2 separate regions of the Oryctolagus cuniculus genome follow, and region 1 is linked to region 2. A link is a contact called in public Hi-C data. All regions are on one chromosome and are shown on one strand. The core of a region is the stretch at or near the end of the contact, and the rest is flanking DNA. Distances in the headings are between cores, read along the strand shown.

Region 1 (4,591 bases), core at 810-3,309, 74 kb after region 2:
GTTCCTTCCACCACGTGATGCAGCAAGAAGGTGCCCTCTACGAAGGACAAGCTCTCACCAAACATCAGATCTGTAGGCACCTTGATGTGGGACTTGTCAAACTCCACAGGAATGAGAAATAAATGTCTGTTGTTTATAAACCACTCAGTTTATACTGATTATCTCCCAAATCAGATTATGGTATTACTGTTATGGTACTATTACCATTACCATTATCACATTACCAATCCTCTCTCCCAAAAAAACACCCTAACCCAAATTCCCTTGCCTTTTTCCTATCTTCTCCCAAGCAGGTCAAGCCAAATTCCTCAGTGTCCAACCCCATCTACCCAGCCCTTCCTCCCCATTGTCCCAGGTCAAGCCTCACTCCCGCTGTGCCGAGTCAGATCCATCTTGATGGAGAGATTGAGGTTCTCAGAGCGGAAGGCCCGGTAGGAGTCATGGAGCTGGCCCAAGGGCACTTCAGGCAGGAACTCTGGGGCCCTCAGAGTGACACTGTGGTGATCATGAGGGTTCCCATGGCACAGCCACTGCAGGTCCAGTGTCATGCAGAGGTCAGGCAGGTGAAGGAAGCAGCAGTCGTCATACCTGCCTCACAACGGAGCCCTAGCCCTCAGTGATATGGTCACTCATTTCCCCTGGGCTCTTCCCCTCTCCAAGCCCCCACCCAGTTGGGGCCCCATCTTTCATTCTACTCACTTAGAAGCTGTTCTCACGTTGATATCCAGGTCACCCTTGAACATAAACTGACCAGGTTTCCAATGAAAAGACAGATGGTTCCATTCCCAGTGCATATTTTCAGTTGTGTTATATGGATCCTATAACCATGCCCAAAACTTGGGTGAGATATGGGTCAGAGAATGATCTTTATCTCCCAATTTTCTCTTTCCCCATGTGCTGGACAGGCCCAACAATATACCACAGGACCCCTCACCTCAGTAGCCAGCTGGTGCAAGTTCGCTTGTTCAATGTCCATGTGCCAGTCCCCATGTAAGAGAAGACGGCTCTTGTCCCACCAGGGCAAAGGTGGGCTGGGATCAGCCGAGGGCTTGGTCAAGAGGTCCACACACTGGCCAATCAGTGTCCAGGCTGGATCCCAGCAAGGGCCCCACACCACGGTGTACTGGAAGATTTCCGCTGGGTAGAAGAACAAAGGTTACAACATGTTACATGACTCTACCCATTTCTTTCTCTTTCACTCCAGAATGCCTCAGCTCACCTCCCATAAATATCCCTCAGCGAAACCAACCAGTCTTCTTTACTCACAGCGGAAGTCATGGTAGAACTTGAGGGGGGGCATGTTCCTCTCTACTGCCACGTTACCCCATGGAAGCCCCAAGCGCAGGATTTGACGCCGACGGGAGCATGGCTGACCACTCTGCTCGGTGCCCACAAGTCGACCCATCAGCCGCCAATCACGGATCTCAAACAGGTACCGAGGATAGTCTCTGATCCGAACTATTACGGAGAAGATACACACCGGCTATTCTGGGGCTGGCTGAGCACTCTCAGGCATTTTTTTTCCCTCTCCAACACTTTTACCCACCCATATTTACAAAGTCAACTGAGAGGACAAGGTCAGAGCTGAGAAAGGACACAAAGACCCTGGAACAGAAGATGAGGGGCATAGTACTGAGTTCCAAGAGCCACAACTGTCTTAAAGAGGACTGTGTCAGTTGTCCCTTTGTGTCAGTCAAGCAGTTTCAGCATGAAATTCAGGAACAAAGAAAGGGAAGGGGAGCCCACCTATCCTAAGAGTCACAGTTCCCAGGATAGCCTAGCTCTCTGCAATCACTTAGAGAGTTTCCTGGAACTCAGAGGGCAAACTTCAGGCTCTACAAGCAAGGGAAGCACTACATACCCAGAAAGGTCTTGACATTACACTTGAGCATACGACACCACTGGATGACAAGATCAATTCCTTCAGCAGGAAAAGGGCTGCCTGGATCAAGCTCTCGAACCTGCTCTATCACATGCTCAGGCCCGTGGAAGGAGGCATCTGCCAGAGCCACCACTTCTAGCCCTGCCAGGCTCCAAGTGAGCAACGCCCGGCGCATGGGTGTGTTGCCATAGAGACGACGGGAGCGCTGAATGTAAATTTCAATGTTTTTGCGTTCCAAAGAGGCATAGAGCTCCTCGATTTTGCGGGCTGGCAGTAACTCTCCATGCTGCTTCCGAAGGGCAGCCACTTTGGCATCCAGCAGTTGCAGCCTCTTTGCACTCTCCTTACTTTCATCCTTCATTAGTTCATAGTTGTCATGAAGTTTCACCTCAAAGATGTCATCCAGGAAAACCCAAGAGAAGTGCTGAACCTTTAAGAGTAGATCAGGTGGGAGCGGGGCAGGGCCTGGAGAAGTCCAAGCACGAGTCCCCCGATGTAGCCCCTTCAGCCATTTCTGAACTCCCACGGCCTCATCTAGAGTTCGAGAGAAGTCGTACTGATAAGGAAACTCCACTGAAACTGAGCCAAGGGAAAGGAGCCAAACACGGTTGCGAAGGGTCTGCAGTGCAGGAAAGGGGTTCCGGTGGAGGATCATCTCCTCCAGTTCAGGTAGCAGCTGTACTTCCACCTCCTTGAAGTTGAAGATGCTATTGCCATCAAAGCCAGCAGCCAGTTCTGGGCAGTAAGCCTGCAATGAACCTCCGTGGCGGCTCATTGACACACTCTCTGCAGCCAGGGTAATGAACTTGTCCTCAGCAACAAAAGCAGTCAGCTTGGCTGTGCTCACTTCCAGTGTCAGGTTTAGCAGCCTCTTTGGAGGCAATGGCTCTGGCGGATGGTCTTCTGGCTCTGAAGTGGTCTCTGGAGCCTCTAGTGCAAGGGATGGAACAGTCTCGGGAAACAGAGTGGTTCTTAGTAGGTCTCTGCACTGCAGGGCAGCCAGGCCATGCTGGTACAGATACATGTGATCTGGGGGGCTCCAGAGTAAGGTCAGCCCAGCACCACACTGAACCTTCAAGAAGCAACAGAAAAGGGCCTATCAATTACCATGTCTCAAGCAGGCAGACATTACTAGGCATACCTGGCACAAGAACCATCTCCACCCAGAAGTATTCCTTGAGTAACCACAAATTACTGCCTTGCTTTGTTCCCCTTAGCACTAATATGCTGAACTAAAAGCTGTTACTCATCTTACACTTAAGAGCACTTACACTTTTTAAGTTCTTAACTGGACTCTAAATTGTCTGAGAACACTGTCCATATGTTTCAATTCTTTAGTATCACAGCACATCAAGTATATACAACAAGTACTCAATAACTCATTTGGCTTTATGTTTCCACTCATGAATCATCTTTCTATAAACAGCCATAAGTGTCTGCAAATTGAAATGCTTATGAGTTGACTACATCAACTTTTTTTTTTTTTTTAAGATTTATTTACTTTATTTGAAAGGCCGAGTTACAGAGAGGTGGAGAGAGAGAGAGAGAAAGAGATCTTCCATCTCCTGGTTCACTCTCTAAATGGCCACAATGGCCAGAGCTGTGCCAATCTGAAGCCAGGAGCCAGAAGCTTCTTCGAGGTCTCCCACACAAGTGCAGGGACCCAAGGACTTGGGTCATCCTATATTGCTTTCTCAGGCCATAGCATAGAGCGGGATCAAAAGAGGAGCAGCCAGGACTTGAACTGGTGCCTATATGGGATGCCAGCACTGTAGGGGGTGGTGGCTTCATCACTATGCCACAGCACCAGCCCCTCAATTTAACTCTCGAAAAGTATAATAAAAAGTTCTGATTAGCTGGCGCCGCGGCTCACGAGGCTAATCCTCTGCCTGCGGTGCTGGCACCCTGGGTTCTAGTCCCATTTGGGGCACCGGATTCTGTCCCGGTTGCTCCTCTTCCAGTCCAGCTCTCTGCTGTGGCCCAGGAAGGCAGTGGAGGATGGCCCAAGTGCTTGGACCCTGCACCTGCATGGGAGACCAGGAAGAAGCGCCTGGCTCCTGGCTTCAGACTGGCACAGCACCAGCCGTGGCGGCCATTTTGGGGGTGAACCAATGGAAGAAAGACCTTTCTGTCTGTCTGTCTCTCTGCCTGTCAAAAAAAAAAAAAAAAAAAAAAAAAAAGTTCTGATGATTACACAAGTCAACACACCAGCTGACACAGGTGAAAGTATGCCTCAAGGAAGTAAACAGAATCCTTGTCAGCTTGAAAAACACAATTTTGAAAATCTAGGTAGACACAGAAAATTAAAATTCCAGGACAGAAAATTCAAGTTACAGCTTCTGAAAAGGAACCTCCTCATTTTCCCAAGGAGGGTGAAGTCTGAAAAAACAGGAAGATGCTGAGCCTCTTCCTAAGGCGGTCCCTGGTCTACCTGACATGCAAAGAAGAAAGATATAAGGAAGCTTCTCAAAATGTGCCAGTGCCCCATCTAGCGGTCTAATGTCATGAGCCAAGTGCTTCCGTAAAACAACACAAGGGGGCCAGAGGTGTGTTGTGGCAGGTAAAGCTGCTGCCTGCAGTGCCACCATCCCATATAGGTGCCATTTCAAGTCTCGGATGCTCCATTTCCAATCCAGCTCTCAGCTATGGCCTGAGAAAGCAGCAGCAGATGGCCCAGGTCCTTGGGCCCCTGTACCCACATGGGAGATC
Region 2 (5,081 bases), core at 801-3,300:
GCAACCTCTGGCAGCCTGGCCCCAGTCTCTTCTACTGCAGACTCGACCTGCCAACCCCTCTGTTGCAGAGGAAGCGTGGAACAGGGGCTGCTCCCTCCCTCTGCCAGGGGAGGATGCAGCCCGGGGCCCAGGGTCACGATGGCCTAGGGCTCGGAACACAACTGTTCCCTTCCCCTCAGCCACAAATAGCTCCCTAAGCTGGATTCAGGGCCTGGTAATCCTGGAACAGCAAACCTCAGACCTGTGTGATTAGGGTCAGAAGAGACCATCCCAGGGCTGCAGGGTGGAGAGACCGGCACGTAGCTCCTGATCAGCACAGGGAGGGCTCCAGTGAACACCTGCCCGCTGCACTGCCCACGGATGCCCCTTCTCTCGGGGCTGTGACATTTCCTCCAAATTAGGAGACACATGGGAGTACCTGCGCTGGAAGCCTCCTATGGTTACAAAACAAACCCCAGAAGTTGCCCGGGCCTCAGGTCGGCCTGACCTCCGATTTTCTATAAGGGAGTCTGTCCCAGAGCTAAGCTGGAACTGGGTGCTGTTGCTGCAAACCGCAGCCCAATCATCACCAGCATCAGCCTGCTCCAGCCCTCTCCCACCTTCAATACCCACAGGAACGAGAGCTCCACGCGCTGGGGGCCCAGACAAGAATGCCCGCTGCTTAGCTCAGAGGGAGCGGGGTCCCCAGGGAGCCAGAGGCATGCTCAGGCCTGCCACCAGGGTCCCTCCACAGCCCTGCAGCTCCTGCAGCTCAGGGCTCACGTCCACTCCAGTGCCTGCCTCCCATCCCCACACAGAGGCCCCAGAGCTGCTCACAAAGGGGGCCAGGCCGGGCTGCTGCTGAACGATCCCATGTGGAGGGCCATGGTCTCTGCAAGGCTGAGCCGTGGCCTCTGCCAGGAGGCGTCCTGGCCCTTGTCCTCTGCCTAGAGTGGCCCTCTCCCCTGCCCTGCATGCCCAGTTGTCTGCCTCCCAGAAGCCAGGGGCAGCCCTGAGGGGCCCTCAACGCATGGATAAAGGAGCCCTATTTATAGTGCAAGCAGAGCTCAGATTCAGACGGCTCTTTATTTTCAGAGCAACCTGATGAAGTCGGTGTCAGTATCCCCAATTTACAGATGAAGAAACATGCTCAGGGAAGTGTAGCTACTTGTCCAAGGTCACCCAGTCAATTACACTCAGAAACTCCTACCCACGGTGGAAGGGATCAGAGAGGACAGGCTTGGGGGGCATTAACCCGCTCCCATGACAGGGCCCACAGCCAGCGCAATGACGCTTCCTGCTCGTTCCCTCCTGGGGATGAAGATGGGATGGGGGCACCAATGCTCAGGGAGACCCGAGGGTCTTGTGGGCTCAGGAACAGCCTCCCCCTGGCCCCCAGCGTGGGCGGACACCCTGCACGTGACCCCCCTCATTGGTGCGGACGGGCCTCCCAGCCCCAAGACTCCCTGTTGCAGATGCTGCCCCACCTCCACCAAAAAAAGCGACAGACTCTCAAAGGGGAAGAAATGGGTTAGAAATAAACCTCCAGAGAAAAGAGGGGGAGCGTACCGAGAGATCAAGGGAAGGGGAACCCAGAGATCTCAGGCTTGCAGGCAGAAGGGAGAGGAGTAGAGTAGGGGACACAGGCGAGGGGCCTGGTGGGGGAGGGGAGGCGAGAAAGGGGGCGGGGGCCGGGGCTCAGCGCGCCTTGCAGGCCCCCTCCCGGCTCGCTCTCCCTCCCGCCCGCGGGCGGCGCTCCCTCGCCGGCGCTCACCGCCCGTGATCCGCTGCAGCCCCAGCACGTCCTCCGGCCCGATGGGCTGCTTCCTCTGCAGCGGCCCCGGCCTGGGCCCCGGGCCTGCCTCTGGCTCCGACTCGGACCCGGATTCGGATTCAGCCCGCGGATCCAGCGTGGGCTCCAGGCTCGGGCCCGAGGACCCCGGAGCGGGCTCCGCCCCCGTCCCGGCCCCGCCGCCGCCCTTCTTCACCTTCATGGCCTCGCGGGGCCGCAGCTCGCCTGCTGCCGCCGCCGCCGCTGCCTGCGCTGGCTGGAGCCAGGGGAAGGGGGAGCGTCCGCAGCCCCGCCCCCGGCCGGGGCCCCAGGTACCGCCCCGCCCCCAGGGCGGGCCCGGTGGGGCCACGCCCACCAGGGCTGGACGACCTAGGGCGGACGGGGGCTGCCCTGGATTTTGTTCATTTTTGAGTACTTTTTCAGAAGTATTGGAGGTCCTAAGTGCTCTTACCTGCTGTGTCCCAGTCTTTCTGCCCTTCTGGCGAGTTCCAGTCCCAGGGCCTTCGCCTGGGATCCTTTTCCACTGCTGCTCTCATCCCAGCCTTCTGGTGTCACTCTGCTCAAATGTCATCGCCTCTAAGGCCTCCCTCCCCCAGTCACTATCTGATCAGTCTGGTGTTTTTTCTTTCTAAAGCACTATGAAATTATTTTTATGTGTTCAGACTCTTGCCCCTGACAGGCCTGCTCCGTGAAAGCAGAGATCCTGTCTGCTTTGTTGTATACCCCAGCGCCTAGCACAGTGCTCTTGGCAGCTCAAAACATTTTTTTTTTTTTTCTTCAAACTGATGAAAGAGTATCCGAGGGCTTACACTGGCACAAGCTATTCTTTCCAAGACACGGTACTAAAAGGCAGGAGCTGTTCCAGGACTTCCTGGAGACAGGAAGAGCACATGGCCGTGTGGAGGCAAGGTGGGCCTGTGAGCGCAGGAGTACTTTATCAGAAAACCTTTAGACATGGAGGAAGAAAGAGCGACAGTCATGCTCCCACTTCTAGTAAACTCACTATGTACTAAGAGCCAAACGGAGCGCAAACACTTTCACGTGCTTATCACATTTAATCCTCACAGCCGCCCTGGAAGGGAGGTATCATCAGTGTCATTTGAACAAACGGAAAACAGGCTCAGAGAGATTAAGTGGCTTATCCAAAGCTCCCCAAACAATACTGCAGAAGCGAGGATATGAATTCAGGCCTGTTTGATTCCGAGTCTAGAACTTACCACACTGCCTCTCGGCAAGCATGAAGGGAAACTGCTACACACAGCACCAGATCCTGGGCTCCGGTCAGGCTGTACCCAACAAGTCAGCCAGAAGGGAGAGGAATCAGGCAGAAGATCCTGGAGGTGACCTGTGCCATACCCTGTCCGTGACAGCAACGCTACCGCTCTCCTCTGCTGCGGTCAGAGAGAAACGCAGGGGAACAGGCTAGAATCTAATCCAGGGTTTTCCCCTGCTTTATGCAGAGGCGAGCTGCCCCCGCCTCCAGGGAGACAGGCAGAGGCCTTCAAGTCAGATAAGGAGGTAGGGAAGGGACCTGAGCCAAGGGACTGGGGAGCGGAGGGAAGATGAGCCCATCTTGGAGTGGTGTACTTGGGTTGCTGGAGAGTCAGTCAGTCCCTCCCCGAAGCCCCATCCACGTGCCTCTGTTGAACCCTCCCCGCCTTGGCCAGAAGCGAGGCTTTCTGCTGAAATGCCGCCCTGCTCAGTCTGTCTTCTCAGATTTGTTCCAGTTTTTCCGGGTCTCCAGGAAGATCTTGGCCAGGGAGTGCAGGATGGGCACGGCCATGGGGAGGAAGAGCGGGATGTAGATGGCAAACTTCTGGTCATCGGGGAAATAGAGGAGGTGGAGGAGCGAGGGGTCAAAAAAGGCCCGCTCAGAGGACGTCACAGCCTCCTGGCTGGCGACGAAGGCAGACGCCAGGTGCCCAGAGGCTAACTCTTCTGCTGCCTTCTGGACTGCAGCTACAGCCCTGTACACCTAGGAAGGGGAGGGGACGATGGTTAGCAGTAAGGCCTGGGCCATTGCGGGGAAGGGGACTGGGCCTTACTGGGCCTTCTGTATATCAGGGAGGGGGCCTGGAGTTCACCAAGGATCTATGCAGGTCAGGCTAACAAGGCTGCGGCTTATTTTCTGAGGTCCAGCTTGAACCCTCTCTCCGATCGTGACTCCTGCTGGGGAGCTGGCACGGCTGTCTGCAGGTAGCCAGGGGCACCATGGGTGGCACGCCCACACTCATCCCAGGCCTCAGCTGGCTCTCTGGTCTTGCCACACCCTGGGCCTCACTGGCCACTCCAATCCTAGGCCTGCTTACCTCAGATGCCACGTCGTCCTTGATGACAATGTTGCTGATCTTGCCCAGGAGCTGGGCCAGAGACGTGAGGGTGGTAGTGGCTGTGGCCAGGTTCTCCACCGATCGAGCCCAGAGCAGCCGGTCTAGCTCCCATGTCATCAGCCCTTCACTCTTGGGCCCTGAAAGCAGGCATTTTGGAGGCACCTGGGGCTGAGCAATCCCAAAAAGCAGTCTGGAGAAACAGGGAGAGAAGATCAAAGTGGCTGAGACCAGAAGGTGGGAGGCTGTGACTAGGATTCCTGTAATACCTGCTCTAAGCCAATGATTTTCAGTCGTATCCAGAGCCACAGGGGTTGTGGCAAGTGTCTCAGGGTCTCGGAAGGTGAGCAGCAACGCCAAGCAATCCAGAGCCCCCAGTCCCTGCTTCAACCAGAATGTTGCATTTCCACTGTTTCTTTATTAGATTTCCAAAATCTTGTGGGAAAAAAAAAGTTCCATGGTGCAGTGGATAAAGCCAACACCTGTGATGCTGGCATCCCATATGGATGCCAGTTCAAGTCCTAGCTGCTCCATTTCTGATCCAGCTCTCTGCTAATGCCCCTAAGAAGGCAATGGAAGATGGCCCAAGTACTTGGACCCAATACCCATGTGGGAGACCCAGATGGAGCTTGGGCTCATGGCTTCAGCCTGACCCAGCCCTAGCCACTGTGGCCTTTCAAATAGACAAAATAAATCTGGAAAAAAAAAAAAAGAAGAAAAAGAAAGAAAAACAAAGGACAAAGGTTCTATAATAAAAGTATTTCTAACACCAACTCCGTTGAATTCCCTCACTCTTTCTACTCTCTTTGGACAAATGGGGCCAGTGGGACTTGGTGTTAAGAGATGATGCAAGCCCACCTTTGACATGGCACATGTGCTGTGCTTCTGTAAGCTGTACCCACGACAGACATTACTAATCACTCGGAACACTCTCCTGGTGAGCCCAGACACAACTTCAGAACACAGGACTTCAGACTGCCACT

Evidence for each region. A called contact is a pair of places that touch in the nucleus more often than the background predicts.
Region 1: a contact with region 2 is called in a Hi-C map of an unstated tissue, with 2.0 times the contacts expected there. The contact joins the enhancer-like site here to the promoter of UNC119 in region 2. A contact is called at or near these places in 2 of 6 Hi-C or Micro-C datasets (ear pinna and an unstated tissue).

The regions. Positions count from the first base shown.
Region 1 is chr17:44,137,497-44,142,087 of mOryCun1.1, forward strand. It overlaps BLTP2 (bridge-like lipid transfer protein family member 2), which reads right to left. Exons shown (of 38, transcript XM_070061121.1): 16 at 1,862-2,954; 17 at 1,267-1,458; 18 at 935-1,137; 19 at 700-818; 20 at 368-588. Among named protein-coding and RNA genes, the nearest start is that of BLTP2, 10 kb to the right of the region's middle. Within about 2 kb of position 2,060, at least 1 of the 8 cell types and tissues checked has an H3K27ac peak or open chromatin away from gene starts, as enhancers often do.
Region 2 is chr17:44,063,370-44,068,450 of mOryCun1.1, forward strand. It overlaps UNC119 (unc-119 lipid binding chaperone), which reads right to left and starts at 2,051. Exons shown (of 5, transcript XM_051825924.2): 1 at 1,754-2,051. The coding sequence starts at 1,973. PIGS (phosphatidylinositol glycan anchor biosynthesis class S) reads right to left here. Exons shown (of 12, transcript XM_051825417.2): 11 at 4,081-4,291; 12 at 2,807-3,746. The coding sequence ends at 3,471.